2 separate regions of the Rattus norvegicus genome follow, and region 1 is linked to region 2. A link is a contact called in public Hi-C data. All regions are on one chromosome and are shown on one strand. The core of a region is the stretch at or near the end of the contact, and the rest is flanking DNA. Distances in the headings are between cores, read along the strand shown. Region 1 holds the start of Ddx41 (DEAD-box helicase 41). Region 2 has its middle 8.9 kb from the start of Tmed9.

Region 1 (5,241 bases), core at 2,638-5,137, 59 kb before region 2:
CATGAAGGACACACAGCCTAAGAATGGCCTTGGTTAAAAGACTCTTCGGTTGGCTTCAAGGGAACAAGGCCAGCTTTAGTCTATACTGGCAAGACTCTGCCTCTTAGGAGTGTGTGCCTACCTGGATGACGTCAAGGCTGGCTGCTCCAGCACGACCAACATTGATGGTGACAGGCTTGACCAGGGCGCTCTTGGCGAAGTTCTGAATCTTCTTCGGCATGGTGGCACTGAAGAGCAGAGTCTGCCGCTGGCCCTGAGAAAGGCCGGGGCTGGGCTAAGACCTGAGGGGTCCCATTTGAGAGCCTTCGTAGCAGACGTTTACAATTCAATTGCTAACAGTAGCATTACCACTATGGAGCAGTGATGATAACTGTATGGTTGGGGTCACCACGCTGTGACGAGCTGTTGTGGTCTCAGCATTAGGAGGTCAAGAGCCAGTGGGCTAAGGGCATGCAGGACTAGGTAGAGGGCACATGGGGGATGGGGATGGGGATACTGAGCAGCTGAGCCACAGACCCTGAGAGGCAGGGACCCTGCAGCTCAACACGCAGTACATGAATGTTTATGTGCGGGGTTCCTGAGCTCTGAGTGAGGCAGGGGTCAGGCACCTTGAAGTAGGAGAAGATGGTACGGATGTCACCCTCAAAGCCCATGTCGATCATGCGGTCAGCCTCATCCAGGGCCAGGTAGCGGCAGATGTCTAGGCTGACCATTTTCTTCTGCAGCAAATCCATGAGGCGTCCCGGTGTGGCTACCATCATGTGCACACCACTGAGAACAAAGAAACCCTGGTTTTGGGTACCTGGGTATCCTGTGACCTACCAAGAGACTGCACTGCCTTCTGCTTTTGCTGCCTCCCCACTGCCTCTCAGCTTCTCCCATGCTGTCTTCTGTTAGCACAGGCAGCTTATTTAGTAGGGGCTGGCCCTCTCTGGGCTGCACTATTTGACATGCCTTCCCCACGAGGGCTGTCCTGAGCCTCTAGAGGTTTTACTCCTGGTTCATATGTCCCGTTGCTGGCCTTGCTGGGCTCATGTTTCCGATAGGCTGTCTGTTACATGCCTGAATCTTCCCTGAGTCTGTGAATACCTCAGACGCAGGGGTGAGCTCTGCTCTGACTGTCGCCTCTGGGCCTGGTCTGCTGGGGATTGCACTACCTAGAAAGGACAGAGCAGAGGTGCCACTGAGGTCTGGCCCCCACATCAGTACCTTAGCCTCCTTGGTTAACCACAGTGAAGAGTTTTAATTTTTCTGGATACTCCAGATTTCAATCTCTGAGCTTTCTACCTGAACTGCCCCCAAAATTCAAATGGCACTTTCCCTGCAGCCTTTTCTGACCTCTAATGTCCCAGAGAATGGGACATCCCATCTGTTCTATTCCCACAGTATCCAGCTAGTTTTCCATCCAACCCCAAATCATATCGCCTCAAGGGTTGAACTCACAGAAGAACTCTGTGAGGACCCTGCAGTCGCTAAGCTAAAGGGTTCTTCTGCTTCTCTGGGAACTCTGGGGACCCCTGTGGGAGCCTCAGCACATACTGTCGGATGGTCTCCATCTGCTCCTTCACCGACATGCCCCCGATGCAGAGTGCGCAGCGCAGGAGAGGGGAGCTGTCTTCCTGCAGCAGACGGCAGTAATACTCCAGGATGCCATGGGTCTGCCGAGCCAGCTCTCGCTGAAGGAGAGACAAAGCTGGTACCAGAGGCCAGCCCCGCCCTCCTCCCAACCATTGGGTTAGCCTGCCTTACTGAGGGGCAGATGATAAGTCCATAAGGCCCTTCCCGCTTGGAGAAAGGCAACCGCTTCTCTTGTTCCAGGCAGAACATGATGACGGGCAGTGTGAATACCAGAGTCTTGCCTGACCCCGTGAAGGCGATGCCAATCATGTCCCGACCAGACAGACTGCCGGGAGAGGACAGCTTCAGGACTGGGCCCAGTTAGATAAATGGGTGCTGCCTCTCTGTTACAGCCACGCCCACAGCCCATACTTACATGGTAGGGATGCCCTGGATCTGAATGGGTGTTGGGTGGAGGATGCCCTTTTTCTTCAGGCCTCGAAGGATAGCTGTGGGAAAGAACAGTTGTTTTACTGGAATCCTGAATCCCACAGAATTAGCTCTTCCTTGTAGGTTATAAGCCATGAAACAGAGGCTGGGGGTCACGAAACAGTGGGTCCAAAGCCCACTGGCTGACTGGGCCTAAGTTCGCACTGAAGCGGCATCGAAGCAGAAGACAGCTGAGACATCTGAAAATAAGTCTAAAGAGACCCTTCCTCTATCGAGGAGTAGTGGGCCGCGCCCATTACCACTGTACCCAGGAGGCACAGGCACTGGGTCTGAGTCTGAGGGAAGCCTGACCATGCCATGTTCTGGGGCAATTAGGACAAGCACTGACAACGCTTTCAAACCTGCATCTCCTCACAGGGCGTGGGGACCATGCCTACAACGCTAGCGTTAGCATTCGGTAGGGAGGATGCAGGACGACTGTTTTGAATCTGAGGTCGGCCTGGGCTGCAGAAAGAGATCCTGTCTCAAAAGAGCTTCTCCCTCCCAACTAAGTGCCACCAACAACCACAGGGGGACATCCTCTATCCAACTCTGCATTCCCATTGCTGAGCGTAGGGAGCAGGCACTGGGACACACTGTCCCAGAGAGAAGATGGTAAACCGGCTCAGTGCCTCCCTCTCCTCAGGTACCTGCAGGGAGCTTCATTTCCTTGAAGCTCTTGATGGGTGGCGGGATACCGTCTCCCTCCACCAGGATGTGGTACTTCTTCCGAACACGCTCGTGCCGCTCTTCTGACATGCTCAGGACATAGCGCGGGGGTGTCCAACTGCGGGTAGGCAGTGGGCAGGAGGGGTCAACACAGTACAGTACAGTTGGGCCCCACCGCCAGTCTTAGCCGCATCCGCATACACTGACTGAAAAGGCATACCTAGTTTTGATTGGATCGTCGTAGGTAATGCCTTTGGCCATTTCCTTCACTGACATCAAGGCTGAGGAGACAGACATAGCTCAATGAGGTTCCTGCCTCTCAAAGGAGACCCCTTGGGACACAACCTGTCTGCACCAACTATAATGGTACCTCGGCCTTCAGCCACACTCTCCAGAATCTTTTCTTCTTCCTTCAGTTGCTTTTCCTTGGCGGACTCCTTGCGTGCTGAGAAAGAAAGCCGAAGATGTCAGAGAACCAGGAGCATTGTGTCCTAGGCTCAACCTCTCTCCTTCCTGCTCTGCCCACCTTCAGCCTTCTCTTTGAGGTGCTGGTGCTGATCCAGGAGGCTGACATTGGACTGAGGACCCAGCGGGATGTCGTCCTCATCTCCTCGGGGCTCACTGCCACTGTCCTGCTGCTCTTCCTCTGCAGCTCCCTTGCGTCTTCGCTGCAGCAGCTTCTGGAGCTGAGGTTCCACCAGTGTCCCTCAGAGTCAAGCCCAAGACCCGGTAGGTGGTGGGGCACAGCACCGGGGAGGGTCGGAACCTAGGCTGCTGGCTTTTTCCGGGAAGGGGGTCGTGTGCACTGGGCGCACGTCTGTCCGGAACTCAGGTTCACTAGTCCCTGGTTTTCCTCAGAACCACGTCCCAAGGGTACTGCTACCGCCCCCCATATCCCCCCTCCCGCGGACGGCCGGGGACCTGTCGCCGTTGCACCTGGGATGAGGCCCCTCACCAGAAGCTGCCGGCGCTGCCGCAACGGCACGTAGGGCACGTAGTCCTCGTCGTCCTCATCTTCGTCCTCGGAGCGGCTCCCACCCGCAGTCGCCTCGTTCGTGCGAGCCCGCTGCGGAGACCCGAGTCAACTGCGGCCCCTCCCCCTACCCGCAACCCCTCGCGTGGACCCAACCTCAGTCCCACCTTCCGCTCGGGTTCCGACTCCTCCATCGTAGGCCGCACACATGCGCAGTGCCAGGGCTGAAAAAACCACGCCTCATCTGAGCTCCAATCGGCATGGAAAAAACGGCTGTCGTCGCCTAGCAACGCCGTGAGCGCCGGATCGCGAACTGGGACAATCTTCTTCTAGCGCGTAGGCGGGCGAGTGGCAGAGCTGATTGAAAGAGTCTAGCGAAGCCTTGTGGGTAGCGGGAACGTTTGAGACATGCGCAGAAGATTCAAGTCCTGGTTTAAAGGAGGAATCTGTTGGAATACCCTCCGCCGCACCCCACCTCTCAGCAAGACGTTCTTCCCCGCACTCTCCGGGGAGCGCTGCGCCCTCTGGCGACCAGGAGTCCCAGCCCTGCATGCGAGTTCCTCGTGGGCGGTGCTCGCAGAATGATGCCTCGTCTGCGTGAAGTAACACGACGGGACGGATGTAAAATAATGGCCAAGGTGTTTTTTAACCTTGGTAAATGATATAAATCTCAGATTGACTGCCTGGGAAGCTAGAGATAGCACAGAGGAGACGTTGGATCTGGGTTTACAGAGAAAGTGGAGAAGTCACCATCAGGAGAGCCGGAAAGGGGCTTAGGGTAGACAGTAAATACACAAATTCCTTAGGGCATAGAGATCTCAGGGGTTGGTGTGAGGTTGAGAGAAAAGGACACCGGGCCCAGGTTGTCCAACTTTAAGGAGTAAAGACAGAGCTAGTGCTGGCTGCCTCTTCTCAAGTCTTTATCTGTAATGGGAGTGCTGATCACCCTGTAGTGCCAAAGAGAACTCACTTGTCTGGAGATTGGGAGAAATATAAGGATTCTTTTTTTTTTTTCCCCTAAGAGAGGGTCTTGACATGCAGCCAAGCCTGGCTTCAAACTTGTGGCGATCCTCCTGCTTAAGCCTCATGAGTGCTGGGATTGTGTATACCATAATACTAGCATGAAATCATCACAAAGGTGGTGCAAATCGATTTTCGTGATATTCATAGCAAGCGGCCTCTCTTGTAGGATGTGAAGAAGCAATAAGTAAAAGAAAAAAAACTAACAAAAGCCAGGTGGTTGCATGAACCTTTAATCCCAGCAGGCAGATCTGAGTTTGAAGCCAGCCAGGGCTACATAGTAAGAACTCACCTTAAGGTAAACAACCCCCTGGAATTCATAATGGCAGTTACTCTGTTGTGGGGCGGGGAATGTCAAGAGACATAGGGGCACCAGGTCTAAACTTGACCAGACTTTTACTTTTGCCACAACTGGAATTTTTTTTTAAAGATTTATTCATTTATTATATCTAAGTACACTGTAGCTGTCTTCAGATACACCAGAAGAGGGCATCGGATCCCATTACAGATGGCTGTGAGCCACCATGTGGTTG
Region 2 (4,621 bases), core at 222-2,721:
GTGAAAAAGTAAGGCGGGGACAGAGTTTTTGTAAGGTGGGGGAGAGGAAACAGAAAGAACCACGATGGAGGCAGAGAAGGACGACCCAGATCTGTGTGGCCTTAAACGACCACAGGTAGCTATAAATATTTCCTTCTTTCTTTCTTTCTCTCTTTCTTTCTTTCTTTCTTTTTTTTAAAGATTTTATTTATTTTATGTATGTGAGTACACTGTTGCTGTCTTCAGACACACCAGAAGAGGGCATCGGATCTCTTTACAGATGGCGGTGAGCCACCATGTGGTTGATGGGAATTGAGCTCAGGACCTCTGGAAGAGCAGTCAGTGCTCTTAACCGCTGAGCCATCTCTCCAACCCTGAATATTTCTTAAGGGATGGATTTTTATAGGACAATTTGTCTTATCCAGGTGGGCACTTTATATCATTATCAATTGGTTGTGAGTTTATTATGTAGGCATTTTGTGGATTGAGAATTTAAGATATAAGTCTGATTGCTAAATTACAAGGTTATTGAGTTCTGATTTTAACGGGTAACTGGGAGTTGTGACTATAATCACAGGGGGCGGATGCTGGGAATGTGAGCGGAGTCTGCAGCAAGAGAGTTGCAAGAGGGCGGCTGCTGCAGGGCTCAGGGAGTAGCCAGCCCACCGGAGCTGGCACTAGAGAGGGTTGCCAGAATCTTTTTTTAATATTTACCACAACAGTCTAGTGTCTTCGCTGATCTTCACTTCACTGCGAGAGACACAGTTAAGAACTCCTGATGAGGGCTGGAGAGATGGCTCAGCCGATAAGAGAACAGACTGCTCTTCCAGAGGTCCTGAGTTCAATTCCCAGCAACCACATGGTGGCTCACAACCATCTGTAATGGGATCTGATGCCCTCTTCTGGTGTGTCTGAGGACAACCACAGTGTACTCATATAAAGTAAATAAATAAATCTTAAAAAAAAAAAAAAAAAAAGAACTCCTGATGATCCTGCTGACCTTGGTCCCTCTTCCTAACTCACGCTGAGGCTGAGGCCTGGCTATCTTTGCTAGGTGGTGCCACCGCTGCTGATTCCTGTTTGCTATCCTGGCTCTACCGAACTGGCCTGCTGGTGTATCTGTGAAGTGTTTGGAAATGAATCAGGCTGCCACTGGTGGCCTGGGGAACTGTAATTTCTCCCAAACCTATTTTTTTTTCTTTTTCTTTTTTTCGGAGCTGGGGACCGAACCCAGGGCCTTGCGCTTGCTAGGCAAGCGCTCTACCACTGAACTAAATCCCCAACCCCCCAAACCTATTTTTAATGATGGTTCTTAAATTATGTAACCTCCCTTTTAGCCCACCACCCACCATTAGGTAGTGGGAAAGAAAGGATATGGGAAAAGTGGACCTGTTCAGAGAGGTTCTTTGGAGCAATTCCCAACTGTGTTGTCTGGAAATCGATAGTTCAGTTCACAGGTCAGCAGTGGCAGCTCGATCCACTCGAAAATACCTCACAGATACGCCAGCAGTCCAGTTCAGTCCAGTTCGGCAGAATTGGGTTAGCAACAGCAGTGACACGACCTAGCAGAGACAGCCAGGCCTCAGCCGTAGCATGAGTCAGCAGGAGGGACCAGGGGGAGCACGGGTATTTTGTCTGCAGATTATATAGGCAATTTCTGCCCAGTGCCGCGACAAGCAACCTCACCTGGAGGTAAAGATGCTCAATGTCTTATTTGAACTGTGAGGGAGGCACTGTCAGGAGCAGACGTGTCTCTAGTCAAAATTCCTAATAATAATGAATTGATTAAATGTCAGATTCTGTGGACTTCTGATGTTTTTGAAGACTATCTGTTTATATCAGGTATATCTGAATTGTTAAACCTTGACTACTCTTACCTATTTCTAAGATTTATTTATTTATTATATATAAGTACACTGTAGCTGTCTTCAGACACACCAGAAGAGGGCATCAGATCTCGTTACAGATGGTTGTGAGCCACCATGTGGGTGCTGGGATTTGAACTCAGGACCTCTGGAGGAGCAGTTGGTGCTCTTAAAGACTGAGCCATCTCTCCAGCCCCCTACAAAAAGCTATTTCTAATTGAATAATATTGAAAACACCTTATTATACTTAAATCAGAATCTAATGTAGCTGTGAGTTTGCTCTCTGGCCCTTAACTTGCATCACTTACTCATCCTAGACAGTTTGCAATGGCAGCTACAGAAGGACAGGGTCAAAGCCTTGTATCCTTCAGTGAATTGCATAGGCACAATGCCTATCTAAGAGTAACAATATTAATTTCAAATTTTGTGTCAATATGCAAACTTATACCAATGTGAACCTTATTTCTTTATCAATTTTGGAACCATAGGAAGGAATCCCCACGTGGCTCCGGAAAAATCTGAATATTTCCCTCTATCCTTAGAAACAAATAAATCAAATTTATAAGTTGCTATTCTTTATTTATCTGGTGGCTGGTGGCAGGCAGTTTTTATTGTCTGCTTCTCATTGTCTTCCTCCTAGCTCCTTGCTCTTAGCTCCTAGCTCCTCTCAGGGAACCATCCAGCCTCTCTGCACAGCAGGGGCTCCCAAATCCTTTGCCCCCAGGTCCACCGGCTGAGAGCTGGGCTGAGAGCTGGTCCACCCTCACTCACAGCTCTTACTGCTTACATTCCCAGCGTCTATCTCCTGCTCCCAGCGGTGGCTACTGTCTTGTAACTGTCTGCTGCTGCTCTGTTTACATCTGCGTCCTAATGGTTACGGTATAAACTCCCAACAACCCCCGACAACCCGTTAAAATCAAGACTCAACAAACTAACTCAACAGTCAGATTTACATGTTAAATTCTCAATCCACAATACATCTGCACAATAAACTCACAACCAATTGGTAAGGATATAAACCACCCACCTTGGTAAGATAAATTTGCCTACAGAAATCCATCCCAGCTACCTTGGCAATTCAAGACCAGATTGGGGTCATCCTTCTCCGTCTCTATCTTGATTCTCCTTCGTTCTCCCTCTCCCCTGCCTTACAAAACTTTGTCCCCACCTTATTTTTTACTGCCCAGTCATGGCCTTGACCTAACTGGTGCCAGCCCTCACCTGCATATAGACATCAACCTATAGGCATTTTGGGCTGCCCTGCTTTGACTCCTGCAGGGTTACACGTGAGCACCCGTCCAGAAGCTATCTGGATTCACAAATGGAAGGCAGGCACGCAGGCCAATTAATTTTAAAATCCCTTGGCTAACTCAAAGACTGGGCACTCCTGAACCTTCCCTTGCTACCCCAGACCCAATTGGGAAAGGGGCCAGTGTCCACCCACCCAAATTCTCTCATGGCTGGTTGGCTTTCTCTCCTGCGACTCCTACTCCCATCTTTGAATGGAGGCCTCCCTCCATCCACTGAGTCCTGACTATCCACGCTCCTTTTTCCCACTTCCTAGCCCATGCAAATCGAAAGGCCCTGCACCATCTCCCTTTTGGCTGCTGGCATCTTTATTGGTCGATGAAAAACCAATTGGGGGGAGGGGCTGGAGAGATGGCTCAGCGGTTAAGAGCACTGACTGTTCTTACAGAGGTCCTGAGTTCAATTCCCAGCAACCACATGGTGGCTCACAACCATCTGTAATGGGATCTGATGCCCTCTTCTGTTGCGTCTGAAGACAACTACAGTGTACTCACATACATGAAATGAATAAATCTCAAAAACCAACTGGGGACAAGGACCTTCAGCATGTGGACACGCAGATTCCTAATTAAATCAAAGCATGAAAACCAATCCCCAACACACAAGGAGGGTCCTTTCCTACAGTTTGTAGAATAAGGATCACTACTCAGGAATGTGGACAGCACCCCTAAGCTTGTGTCTCAAGCTTGTGTGCCACTGTCCTTGTGTCTATGATCAGATCCAAGGGAGAACTTCCCTAGGAACATCCACATTAGAAAGCCTGAGTCCCAGGATAGAGAGATGGCTCAGCGGTTAAGAGCACTGACTGCGGGGCTGGGGATTTAGCTCAGTGGTAGAGCGCTTACCTAGGAAGCGCAAGGCCCTGGGTTCGGTCCCCAGCTCCGAAAAAAAGAACCAAAAAAAAAAGAAAAAAAAAAAGCACTGACTGCTTTTCCAGAGGTCCTGAGTTCAATTCCCAGCAACCACATGGTGGCTCACAACCATCTGTAATGGGATCCAATGCCCTCTTCTGGTGTGTCTGAAGACAGCAACAGTGTATTCATATACATAAATAAGTTATTTTATTTTAAGAAAAAAGAAAAAGAACAAAAAGAAACCCTGAGTCCCTACACTCACTGGATGCTCTTCAGCTTTTGCCCAAACTATTCTAAAGCTCACGCTGACCTCGGACGCAAAGCTTCCTGCTTTTCCTGGAGTGCTGGAATTACAGGAACACACCAATCCTATTCTAAAGTTCTTTTACTCTGTTTAAAATCTGGATTTGTCATTTTTTTCTTTAAAAAAAAAATCATTGCCAGGATAGAAATCTAATACTTTCCCCAACAATTACCAATGCTGTATTCCTGGAAAGTAAGGATTTGGTACCTGAGTGGGTTTATTTGTTTGCTTGTTTGTTCATTTTGTTTTGTTTTGTTTTGTTTTACTTTATTGTTATTTTAAGACAGGGTTTCTCTGTGTAACCCTGGCTG

The links. Hi-C and Micro-C count contacts between places; a contact is called where the count stands out from the background.
Region 1: a Hi-C map of liver shows a contact between it and region 2, with 4 times the contacts expected there. The contact joins the promoter of Ddx41 here to the enhancer-like site in region 2. A contact is called at or near these places in 8 of 12 Hi-C or Micro-C datasets (the A7r5 cell line, Schwann cells, hepatocytes and 4 more).

The regions. Positions count from the first base shown.
Region 1 is chr17:9,106,816-9,112,056 of GRCr8, reverse strand. Ddx41 (DEAD-box helicase 41) reads right to left here and starts at 3,887. Exons shown (of 17, transcript NM_001108046.2): 1 at 3,856-3,887; 2 at 3,671-3,781; 3 at 3,242-3,401; 4 at 3,086-3,160; 5 at 2,936-2,996; 6 at 2,697-2,833; 7 at 1,994-2,066; 8 at 1,750-1,903; 9 at 1,540-1,676; 10 at 609-771; 11 at 122-253. The coding sequence starts at 3,882. It overlaps LOC108348505 (a long non-coding RNA gene), which reads left to right and starts at 4,203. Exons shown (of 3, transcript XR_010059075.1): 1 at 4,203-4,342.
Region 2 is chr17:9,045,926-9,050,546 of GRCr8, reverse strand. No RefSeq gene overlaps it. Among named protein-coding and RNA genes, the nearest start is that of Tmed9, 8.9 kb to the right of the region's middle. Within about 2 kb of position 1,471, at least 2 of the 93 cell types and tissues checked have an H3K27ac peak or open chromatin away from gene starts, as enhancers often do. A contact at or near this core is called in hepatocytes and liver, where this site is marked.